Regions from separate parts of the Danio rerio genome. Here region 1 is linked to region 2. The links are chromatin contacts, called in public Hi-C maps. All regions are on one chromosome and are shown on one strand. The core of a region is the stretch at or near the end of the contact, and the rest is flanking DNA. Distances in the headings are between cores, read along the strand shown. Region 1 holds the start of xylt1 (xylosyltransferase I). Region 2 has its middle 20 kb from the start of rps15a.

Region 1 (5,001 bases), core at 1,827-4,326, 160 kb before region 2:
TATCTAGCAGTTCACATGCACCTACACTGATAGTGAATGTCGACATGCGCAGGCTCTTGTAACTGCACACCTTAGTGTCTGCTGCCCGAGGGACATTCTGCCAGCTATTCTGCAAGGGGAATGAAGTGTGACTGTGCCCTGCGCTTTCTCTCAAATTCATCAAAGCCTTGTGATCTCCATCTCAATGAGAGTGTTGTGAATTATAGAGCAGCCGCATCGGGGTAGCTGATTCAACTTTAATGATGTCAAGAATGCTGTGAACAAACAGCAGTGTCGGCGCAGCTCTGAAATGTCTAAGCAGAATCGCATTTCTCTGTCTGCTGAACTTCTAGAGAAAAATAAGAGGGACACAGAGGGTATTCCCATGGAAACCGAGTCTCCTTGTCGTGCCAGTCAGTGGCGTGCTATGCGGGATGAAAGATGGTCTCAGTCTTGATTAAAAAACGGTAGGCGATGCTTCACCTGGGTCCATCGTATTGGGAAGTCATCTTGATGGCTCCCCAGGGTTATCTCTCTTTTGCCAAATCTGACAGGTTAACACTATCAATTAGCAGCCATCGATCGGGTGAACAATAATAAAGGCTGCTTGAAAGATGATGTAGCCATACAGATTCACCCCCGAGGCTATAGCTACTCACTCGCTCATACAGCTGCATACATCACCAGCTGAAATGACTAATCGAAAAAGGGAAGCAGCAGACTGTTTTGAAACTTAATGAGGTTTATATTATTTATTTTTAGTTTTTTAATGAAATTACAATGATGACATTTGTTTTTTGTGGTTTGGGTATATTTTATAGGAGTGTGCTGATTTAGATATTTAAAAGTGTTGCAAAGATTTATTATTGAGCAATCAAGCCTGTTCTGGTGTGCAGTTCTTCCACGTGGATTTTACTAACAACTAATTTTTGCATATCCTTTTTCCCCCTTAATGTATTAGCAATTGCACTTTTAATTTGAGAAAGAAATGAATATATATTTATATACATATAAAAGAAAAAATAAAAGTGTTTAAAAATATATATGTACACTACCTGTCAAAAGTTTGGATCAGTTTTTTTTTCATGTTTTTTTTTTTAAGAAAATGATTTTGTTTATGAAACCGGTATTTATGAAATGTAAAAATAAAAAGTTACATAAAATTTAAAAAAATGTAAATAACAGCTTTTTTATGTATGTAGTTTGAAATGAAATGATTACTCTAGTTATTATTGCTTTTATTACTATTACCATTAATAATCATATTATTAATAGTTAATATAAGAGTGCTTTCTGAAGGATCATGTGACTCTGAAGACTGGATTAATGAAGCTGAAATGTATATTTAAATCCCTTGAATAATTGATTGAATTAAATTTTAAACTACGTTTAAACAGTTATTTTATAGTGCAATAACATTTCACAATTTTACAATTTGTACTGTATTTTTGATGAAGTTATTGCAGCCTTGTTGAGCAGGAGAAGCTTATTTTAAAACATTTATAAATCCTACTGACCCCAACCTTTTGACTGCTATAGTGTATATGCAAAATATGCTATCAAAATACTTGAATATTCATATTTATTATATATTTATTATATTTTTTATGTATCTACAGTAATATCTCTACAAAAAGAAAAGATGAAAACAACCAACCTGAAAAGCTGAAAGTAAACACATCAAGGAAGGTTGCAAGTTTTATCACTTTATAATATATTTTTTTAGGTTTGCCTGTAGAGGAAGATAAGTTGTTATCACTGTTGAAAACAGCAAACCATTAAAGATTGGATATCTGTAGAAATATCAGCAGTAAATTCTCCCTGTAACTTAATATATATATACAGTTGAAGTCAGAATTATTAGCCCCCCTTTGAGTTTGTTTTTCTTTTTTAAATATTTCCCAAATTATGTTTAACTGTGCAAGAAAACGTTCACAGTATGCTGATAATATTTTTCTTGTGGAAAAAAAGTCTTATTTGTTTTATTTCGGCTGGAATAAAAGCAGCTTTTAATTTTTTTTAAAGCCATTTTAAGGACAATATTATTAGCCCCTTTAAGTTATATATTTTTCAGTTGTCTACAGAACAAACCATTATTATACAATAACTTACCTAATTACCCTAACCTGCCTAGTTAACCTAGTTAACCCTTTAATTGTCACTTTAAGCTGTATAGAAGTGTCTTGAAAATATCTAGTCAAACATTGTGTGCTGTCATGATAGCAAAGATAAAATAATCAGTTATTAGAAATTAGTTATTAAAACTATTATATTTAGAAATGTGTTGAAGAAAACTTATCTCTGTTAAGCAGAAATTGGGGGAAAAATAAACAAGAGAACTAATAATTCAGGGGGCTAATAATTCTGACTTCAACTGTAAATACAGAAAAAAATCCTTACAGGAAAGATAAAAAAAGACTCTACAAACAAAATACAAATTGTGGGTACATATATTTACAATATGTTTGAAAAATAAAAGTATGCATGTTCCGAATGTAAATCTTCTCCTCTGGTTGACTGATCTGAATGAAAAGAAAAATATAAAAAACATAAACAGACCTATAAATAATTTAAATGATATATCACTTATACATTATATTGACTATAAAGCAGTTATTAAATAAATACCTGAACTGTTGTTTTATTAAACCTCTTGAAGGGTCATGACCTTGCCTAAAGGTGCATGGCAGGTAATGAACTGTAATCTCCACCTGTCAAATCTTTTTGAAGGCACACTCATATGTATAAAATATTATCATATTAACTAAAAACCAAATTTAGCAATTGTTTGTTCCACAAAAAAAATGAAATCGATAAAAATCGCCCTTTTGAAATGTAAAAGGCCATTTCGTGGACTGACTCTTGTGTAGTTTGCATGTGTCGCCACGAGGAGGCGCAGGATATATTAACATCCTCTCTTTCTCTCTCTCTCCTCCAGCGGAGCCCTTGCCAACCGCCCCCTCTATCCCCTCTCTCTCTCTCTCTCTCTCTCTCTCTCTCTCTCTCTCTCTCTCTCTCTCTCTCTCTACAGCGACGCGGAGCCACAAAGCGGACTGTCGGCGCACGGCAGTGGCACCTCGCCGCTTCAGGGTGAAGATGTTCGGCAGTCTGTGCGCCCGTAAGCTGGCTCGCCGATCGCGGTCTGCGTTAATAGCCGCGCTGACAGTGCTGCTGGTCCAAACACTCATCGTGTGGAACTTCAGCAGTCTGGACACGGGAGAAGACCGAAAAGACAACGGCAGGGAGAAGAGGGACCGAATCGGCATCAACAAAGCCTACAGCGAGTACCCGAAGAGCGGCTTCCAGAAGAGGCATCACCAGCCGCCGCTGGGAAAAGCGTCCAATCGACATAAACAGCAGCCGGTAAGGCGGAATTTCCCCGTTCATCGCGCTCCATTCATTCCTCGCGGTCCGCCGTCATAACGGGCCCTTTCCTGCTTGGGAAATGATGCCTGATCCCCAGAGCCAGCGTTTTGGGGTGTTTGTGTTTTGACGAGCGGAGAGAGGCTGGAGGTTTTGTTTGTGTTGTGCTGAAATGTAGCCCCTGTTGTCATGACTATAAACGGGGAATGTGACAGGCGTGCGGCGCGTAAAAAAGATGAGGTTTTGTTGAGGACTTCAGCATCTCGTGTGACGGATCGCTGTCCGTTAAAACTCCCGTTAAGTTGTGGCCATTGTAACGTTAGTTGAGGATGTCGGCGGAATAATAGGCGGTTCGGTTCTCATACGTTGCTTTCACATCATGTTCGTGTCATGTTATTAGTGATATGTGCTGGGAGGAATCTCGTCATGACCTTTAAGAGGAGTGAAGTGATGTATGATATATTATCCGCTTGCTGAGATGTGGATGTAGTTTAAATGCGTCAATTTTTTTTTAATTAATGTTTCAATGAAAGCTATATATCATTTAAAAATCAGTTTCACAATCAAAATTCCATTTAATGCCTTGATGGAAATGAAGTCTTTAATATAAGTCAAAGTAACTTAGCTTATAGACTGAAATAACTGGCTCTAAATGCAACATGTAAAACTTAGGTTGCATTATTGCTTGAACCACTTTAGCTATAGATTGACAAATTACCTTTGCATTACTTTTCATACACTGGTTTAATTTTTTTATATTCTAAACATGCATTTTTTAGTGTTTACTTGAATCCACATAAATAGTATTATTTTAAACAACAAATGTAAACCTTAATTCTTATTGCATAGTCTTAAATTGAAACATAAAATGTATGCAATCATGTTAACATACAATCCTTTAGATGTCAACTGTGGCAATCCAAGCAAGAGAATACATCTTTACAGAAGCCTCAGAAAATATCTTTGGCAGCATATTAAAGTCAGCATGTTTCCTATTGATTTTGTGCATTCGTGAAATCCTCCATCCAGTTTGCACCTTGAAACGCTGGGCGATCTATCTGGACATGATGCTCCTGCACTGAGTCTTTGCCTGCAGCGTTGCTGACAGACCCTCCATGCCTTGCGTTGAGGACAATGACCCGACTACATTAGGTAACATCAGTGCATCAGTAAAAATAGCTCTTTAAGGTTGCACATTCTTTCTTTCAGCATAACAGCTTCTTGCAGAAAGAAAAATGGTTTAAATCTTGCACTGTTTTGACAGTACAGTTTGCACAACATCTGAGAACAACACAGGACTATATTTATTCACCCCAATATCTGTATCCCGATGCTTTCATATTTGGCATTAGCCAGTATTAGATTCTGAAAGTATCATAACCTTGAATAAAAATATCATGATTTCACGGTTTTGGGATTACGGCTCTAAAATACATTCTTTTTATAAGTGGGTAAAAAACAAAAACATTTTTCCCCTTTGAACACAATATATTTGATTTTGAGAAACATTTATAATATTCTGAGTCAGTAAACATGTCAGACTAAATACTTCAAGTCAATCATTGACTTCTGCTGTCTTCGTTACTTTCAAAAACACAGATTTCTTTACTATTTAAAACAGCATCTTTTTTGCTGGAGTGACTGTTGTCGTAAAAAACA
Region 2 (5,229 bases), core at 72-2,571:
GTCCAGCATTAAGTCCACTGACTTTAATGCTGTTGATTTGTATGAAGTTCAACCCTTAACATAAACAAACTGCTTTCGTTTGCTTTTACATGATCAACCTTTTTAACCAGCCCACATTTTTAGTGCAAAATCCAATCATATTAGCATCAAAATCACATTTAGGTCTACTGTTATTCCACAAATGAATTAAGTTCACATTAGGGCTGCACAATAAACTTTTTATTTTTATTTATTTATTTTTGCTTTCTGTACATCACTACACTACTGGTAATAGGGTATACAGTAATTCCCAAAGGAGAGCTCTGGCTTTTCAGTGCCCAAGCACCCATGGAATAACCAAGCACCCTTGTAAAAATATTCCACATTAATTTGAAAGAGTTATATACATTTCAATATGAAAAAAAAAAACGAAAGACATTAATTTCTTTTTGCCACACTAGCAAAAAATGTACTTGAGCAATATACATGTAAAATGGCCATTTATTAGTAGCATATACCACACCCCCACCCCCTCAATAATATAAGAAAAAGAGTGTTGGGGGAATTGGAAGATGAGCACTCACTGACAAAAACATTCATCTATGCATCTTTTTTTTCCCTGACTCACTTCAAAACAACCAGCTCATACTAGTGAGTCATTCAGAAATCTGTGTTTTGCGCTGTAAGATCGGTAGTGGCATTGTAGCTCAGCTGAATAGACTCCACTTGATAACTTGTGAGAATATTTTACCACATTCCATCAGCAAGAATGCGCAGAGCTCCACATAAATGAGACATTAAACCTCAAACTCCATCACCAGAACTCTAGCGATAAGAGATTATGTACAGTAATTGTCTCAAAATAAACTCCTGCAGGGTAATACAAGACCTCTTCAGGGTGTAATTCTGCAATAATGACCAGCTTATTGTCTGCTTATGGTCATCCATTCCTGAAATATGCTTATATATAAGTTACACACTTGCACAACCCTTAGATCTGTTCCACCCTCAGCGACACATAGGGCAGGATGCAGTTTCCTAGCGACACAGCGATTAGTACAGATACCTGGGGTCACCTGATTGACATTTTATTAATCACTATGTATTTATTCATCCGAATCTAAGAGCAGCAGATGGTTTGATAAGGCAAACATTTGATCAACACTTTCAAGACTCACTTTGGACCATTTCCGACGTTACAAAGCTAATTCTGTTATCAGCCGGACCAATCTTAATTGGGGTTTTAAGCCTTTCAAACATAGCAAGAGAGCAATGATACATGAGTTGGCCTATTACACTGTAGATATTAATAGGAAGGCCGCTACTGCCCCCAAGTTCTCAGCTAAAGAACTGCACTCTTTGGATAAACAGAAAACGGGTGTTTGCAGAGTGTTTGAATGAATGTACTAGCTGTACTTGTGTATCTTTCTGTTTTCTTTGTACTTTTGCCAAGTATAAAAGATGTTTGAAAAACATATATGTGAACCTCAAATACAAAATCTTACCAAAAAAAAGTAAAAATTGTAGATTATTTTGATGCCAAAATCACTACAATACTAAGCAAAGAGCATGTCTAATGAAGACATTTTGTAAATTTCATTTCTAAGCACTACACTACCTGACAAATGTCATCAATTCCAGTTGTACGAGCAACAAACACTTCTAGTTGGAAAATTGGCAGAAGGTAAATTTTTCAGATGGCTCATCTGTTGAACTGCATCCCAAACATAACAAATACTGCAGAAGATCTATTGGAACCCACATGGACCCAAGATTCTCACAGAAATCAGTCAAGTTTGGTGAAGGAAAATTTTAGTTTGGGGTTACATTCAGTATGTGGGCGTGCGAGAGATCTGCAGAGTGGATGGCAACATCAGCAACCTGCATATCAAGACATTTGTGCTGCCCATTACATTACAAACCCCAGGAAAGGGCAAATTCTTCAACAGGATAGTGCTCCGTCTCATACTTCAGCCTCCACATCATGGTTCCTAAAGCAAAGAAGGTCAAGGTGCTCCAGGATTGGCCAGCCCAGTGACCAGACATGAACATTGAGCATGTCTGGGGTAAGATAAAGGAGACATTGAAGATTAATTCAATTAATCATGATGAACTCCGGGAGTCCTGCAAGAACACTTTCTTTGCCATTCCAGATGACTTTATTAATAGGTTATTTGAGTCATTGCAGAGATGTATGGATGCAGTCCTCCAAGCTTAGGGGAGTCATACACAATATTATTTTTTTACCACTGCACCATGACTTTATATTCTATACTGTACATTATTTCTGTTAAGTGACAAGACTTTTGACTATGCAAAGTCAGACGTTACTGTCCTAATAAATAATTAAAAATCAAGATTTGATCATATTTTATTTTGGTAAAGTAAGCGTAAACTAGATGTCTTTGTCTTTCATATAAGCCACTTCTGATACCAAACGATCACCTAGAGGTTATTATTTTTTGCTCCTAAAACTTAGATAGATGACTATACTTTTTTCAGGTTGTGTACATTTAAACAGAATCTTAATATTTTAATTTTTTAAACCCTTAGATTTTCAAATAGTTGCATCTCAGCCAAATATTGTCCTCAACAAACCATACATCAATGAAAATTTATTCATTCAATCTTATGATTTATTAGTCTCAAATTTAAAAACACCTATGATGACTTGTTTTTTGTTCCAGGGTCACATTTGCTCCTTGCTCCAATACATTTGTGCTGAGCGGTGTCATTTTTCTGCTTCAGTTCTTTTCTGCTACAGAAGACTTACAGGCTACTATTTTGTATTTTGCAATTACACCCCCTAACCCGTCAAGTTTGTAAGAGCAATAGCAGGTAGTTGCTGATTCAAAGGTGTTTTATGTTTGATATGAGGACATGAATGCAGCCAGTAATGAGGCCAAAACCATCAAGTCCGGTGCATGTAGGCTTTGGCCTTTAATTATAGTTAACATAATTTTATCCATTATAACGAAGAGACCTTGTGGGTCGGGTTACTCGTGCCCTTTTTGAGCACTTGAGCTTAACTGAGGCTTAAGTGTCTGTGGAGGCCGCTGTGTCAATTAAGGTGTTCATTATTTTGACTGAAGAAAATACACATGTAATTGCTTTCCTCACAAATCAGCTCTTTTTAACTGGCGTCTCTCATGGGTGTTGAAGACTAGTGCATCTTTGGGCTTTAAGACTTTTTATATTAAAGTGGTGTAACTAGTTGATTGCTTATAATAGTGCCATTTTTGCTGTAATACATGAACTGTTCCTGCATGGTTTTCATCTACTCTTTACATCTCCAAAGGGTCTACATTCAGCAAGTAAGCATCTTGTAGGTCTGCGTTTCCCAGCCCTGTTCCTGGAGGCACACCAACAAAGGAAAATTAAGCAGTGCCCAGACCTGCCTTCATTTAAGTGACTTCATCACATGGAGACAGTATCACCGAGGTGATCTTATGGGCCAGGAGGTCCGGGTCTGCCATAGAGTTCCCTAGTTCCCTTGACTCCACCCCCTTGTCAAATCAGGGCCACAAAGTGAAACGTGCAGAAATGTGAAGTGCAAAGTGAAAACAGCATCACAAACTCACGGTTGACTAAAAAGCAAATTAAAATAAATGAGTATTGCATTTGACTGGACGGTTTTGTAAAGGCAATGCTATAAAAATGTTTTTCAAATATTTATAGTTTTTTTTTTGTTATTGTAAATGTGTGTGTGTGTGTGTGTGTGTGTGTGTGTGTGTGTGTGTGTGTGTGCATATGTGTGTGTGTGTGCATATGTGTGTGTGTGTGTGCATATGTGTGTGTGTGTGTGTGTGTGTGTGTGTGTGTGTGTGTGTGTGTGTGTGTGTGTGTGTGTGTGTGTGTGTGTGTGTGTGTGTGTGTAAAAAAATTTTTTGCACTGCTTTTTTTTGCAGTTTTGCAAATTTCATTTTTATTTCTAGAAACTTAATATTCCCCTTGTAGTTCTTTAAATTTGTTAGCAAAATTATTTTTTATTTCTCAAATTAATTTTAGCTCTACGATTTTTAGAGATATGCATTTATTTATTTATTTATTTATTTTGCTCAATGCTTTATTTTTTGTTTGTAAAACGTTCTTTTATTTTGCAAGTACATATGGCCCTAGATTGACTCACAGGTTTAACAGCAGGTGTTCATCATCAATGCTCAATTATCACCTAATTAACCCTTAATTGCCTCATTCACTTGAGTAACTTTAACTCAATTTTTGAGAGGGACCAAATACAATCTAAACTTTAATTACTTTTGCTGTAAGAGTTGTGATTTGTGACTATACTATGCATTCTAAAGAATACCAGGTTGTATTATTAACCCAATGTTGGGTCAAATATTGGCAAATCTAACCTTTGTGTTTAGAAAGAAAAAAAATAATAATTTTACCCAACAATGGTTTTGTCTATTTTTTACCCAAATGGGGTCATGACAACTCACAATTTCTTGAACATTTTATGTGGTCATTTTTAATTTAGGGATCTAAAAATCCAAACTCAATATCAGCATTATTCCATAGGAGATCTCTAACCACTGACTAGTTTTCTTTTATTAGCATCATAGAGTGGCCAAGAGAGCTCAAATAAACATTAACAAATTGAGAAAAAATATTCATCAATTTGACCTCACACGCATGCAATACTAACAACAATGCAAATACAGAAACACACCCCAAATAGCACACACTGTAAAAAGCAATAGCAACAGCAATAACTGTTTTCACTAATTCAATTAAGTGCAGTTAACTTATTATGAATAACCTTGTTCACCTTACAATACTAAAACAAGTAATCCCAACTTTTTAGCACAATAAATTGTTAAACTAAATAGATTCAAGTGGCTAACGCTTTCGCTTCACAGCAAGAAGGTCGCTGGTTCGAGCCCCGGCTGGGTCAGTTGGCATTTCTGTGTGGCATTATGATGAATTGGGTAAGCTAAATTGTCTGTAGTGTGTGTATGTTCTGGTCTGCCAGGTTGGGGGTTGGTCTTACGACCAAGCTTGTAAAAATTATAGGTTACAAAACACCAACATGGTGCAGCTAAATATCACCTTTTATATTAGCAGCCCTGAGAGTAAGGTATTTGGTTTTGCCTTTACTTAAATGTTTTAGTTCAGCTTACATGATCATTTTAAGGCAATCGCTTTCCTAATATTTTTCAAGCAATGTAAACATTAATAAGAAGTTAACACAACTAATTTTTTGAGTCAACAGCACTGAAGTTTTTATAAAGAAATTGTAAATAC

The links. Hi-C and Micro-C count contacts between places; a contact is called where the count stands out from the background.
Region 1: a Hi-C map of embryo shows a contact between it and region 2, with 3 times the contacts expected there. The contact joins the promoter of xylt1 here to the enhancer-like site in region 2. A contact is called at or near these places in 9 of 18 Hi-C or Micro-C datasets (caudal fin, embryo, hematopoietic stem cells and 2 more) and 4 of 4 datasets of contacts at active chromatin or transcription factors (caudal fin, embryo, gastrula embryo and 1 more).

What each region holds. Positions count from the first base shown.
Region 1 is chr3:25,260,678-25,265,678 of GRCz12tu, reverse strand. It overlaps xylt1 (xylosyltransferase I), which reads left to right and starts at 3,076. Exons shown (of 11, transcript NM_001172397.1): 1 at 3,076-3,342. The coding sequence starts at 3,076.
Region 2 is chr3:25,100,138-25,105,366 of GRCz12tu, reverse strand. No RefSeq gene overlaps it. Among named protein-coding and RNA genes, the nearest start is that of rps15a, 20 kb to the right of the region's middle. Within about 2 kb of position 1,321, at least 18 of the 62 cell types and tissues checked have an H3K27ac peak or open chromatin away from gene starts, as enhancers often do.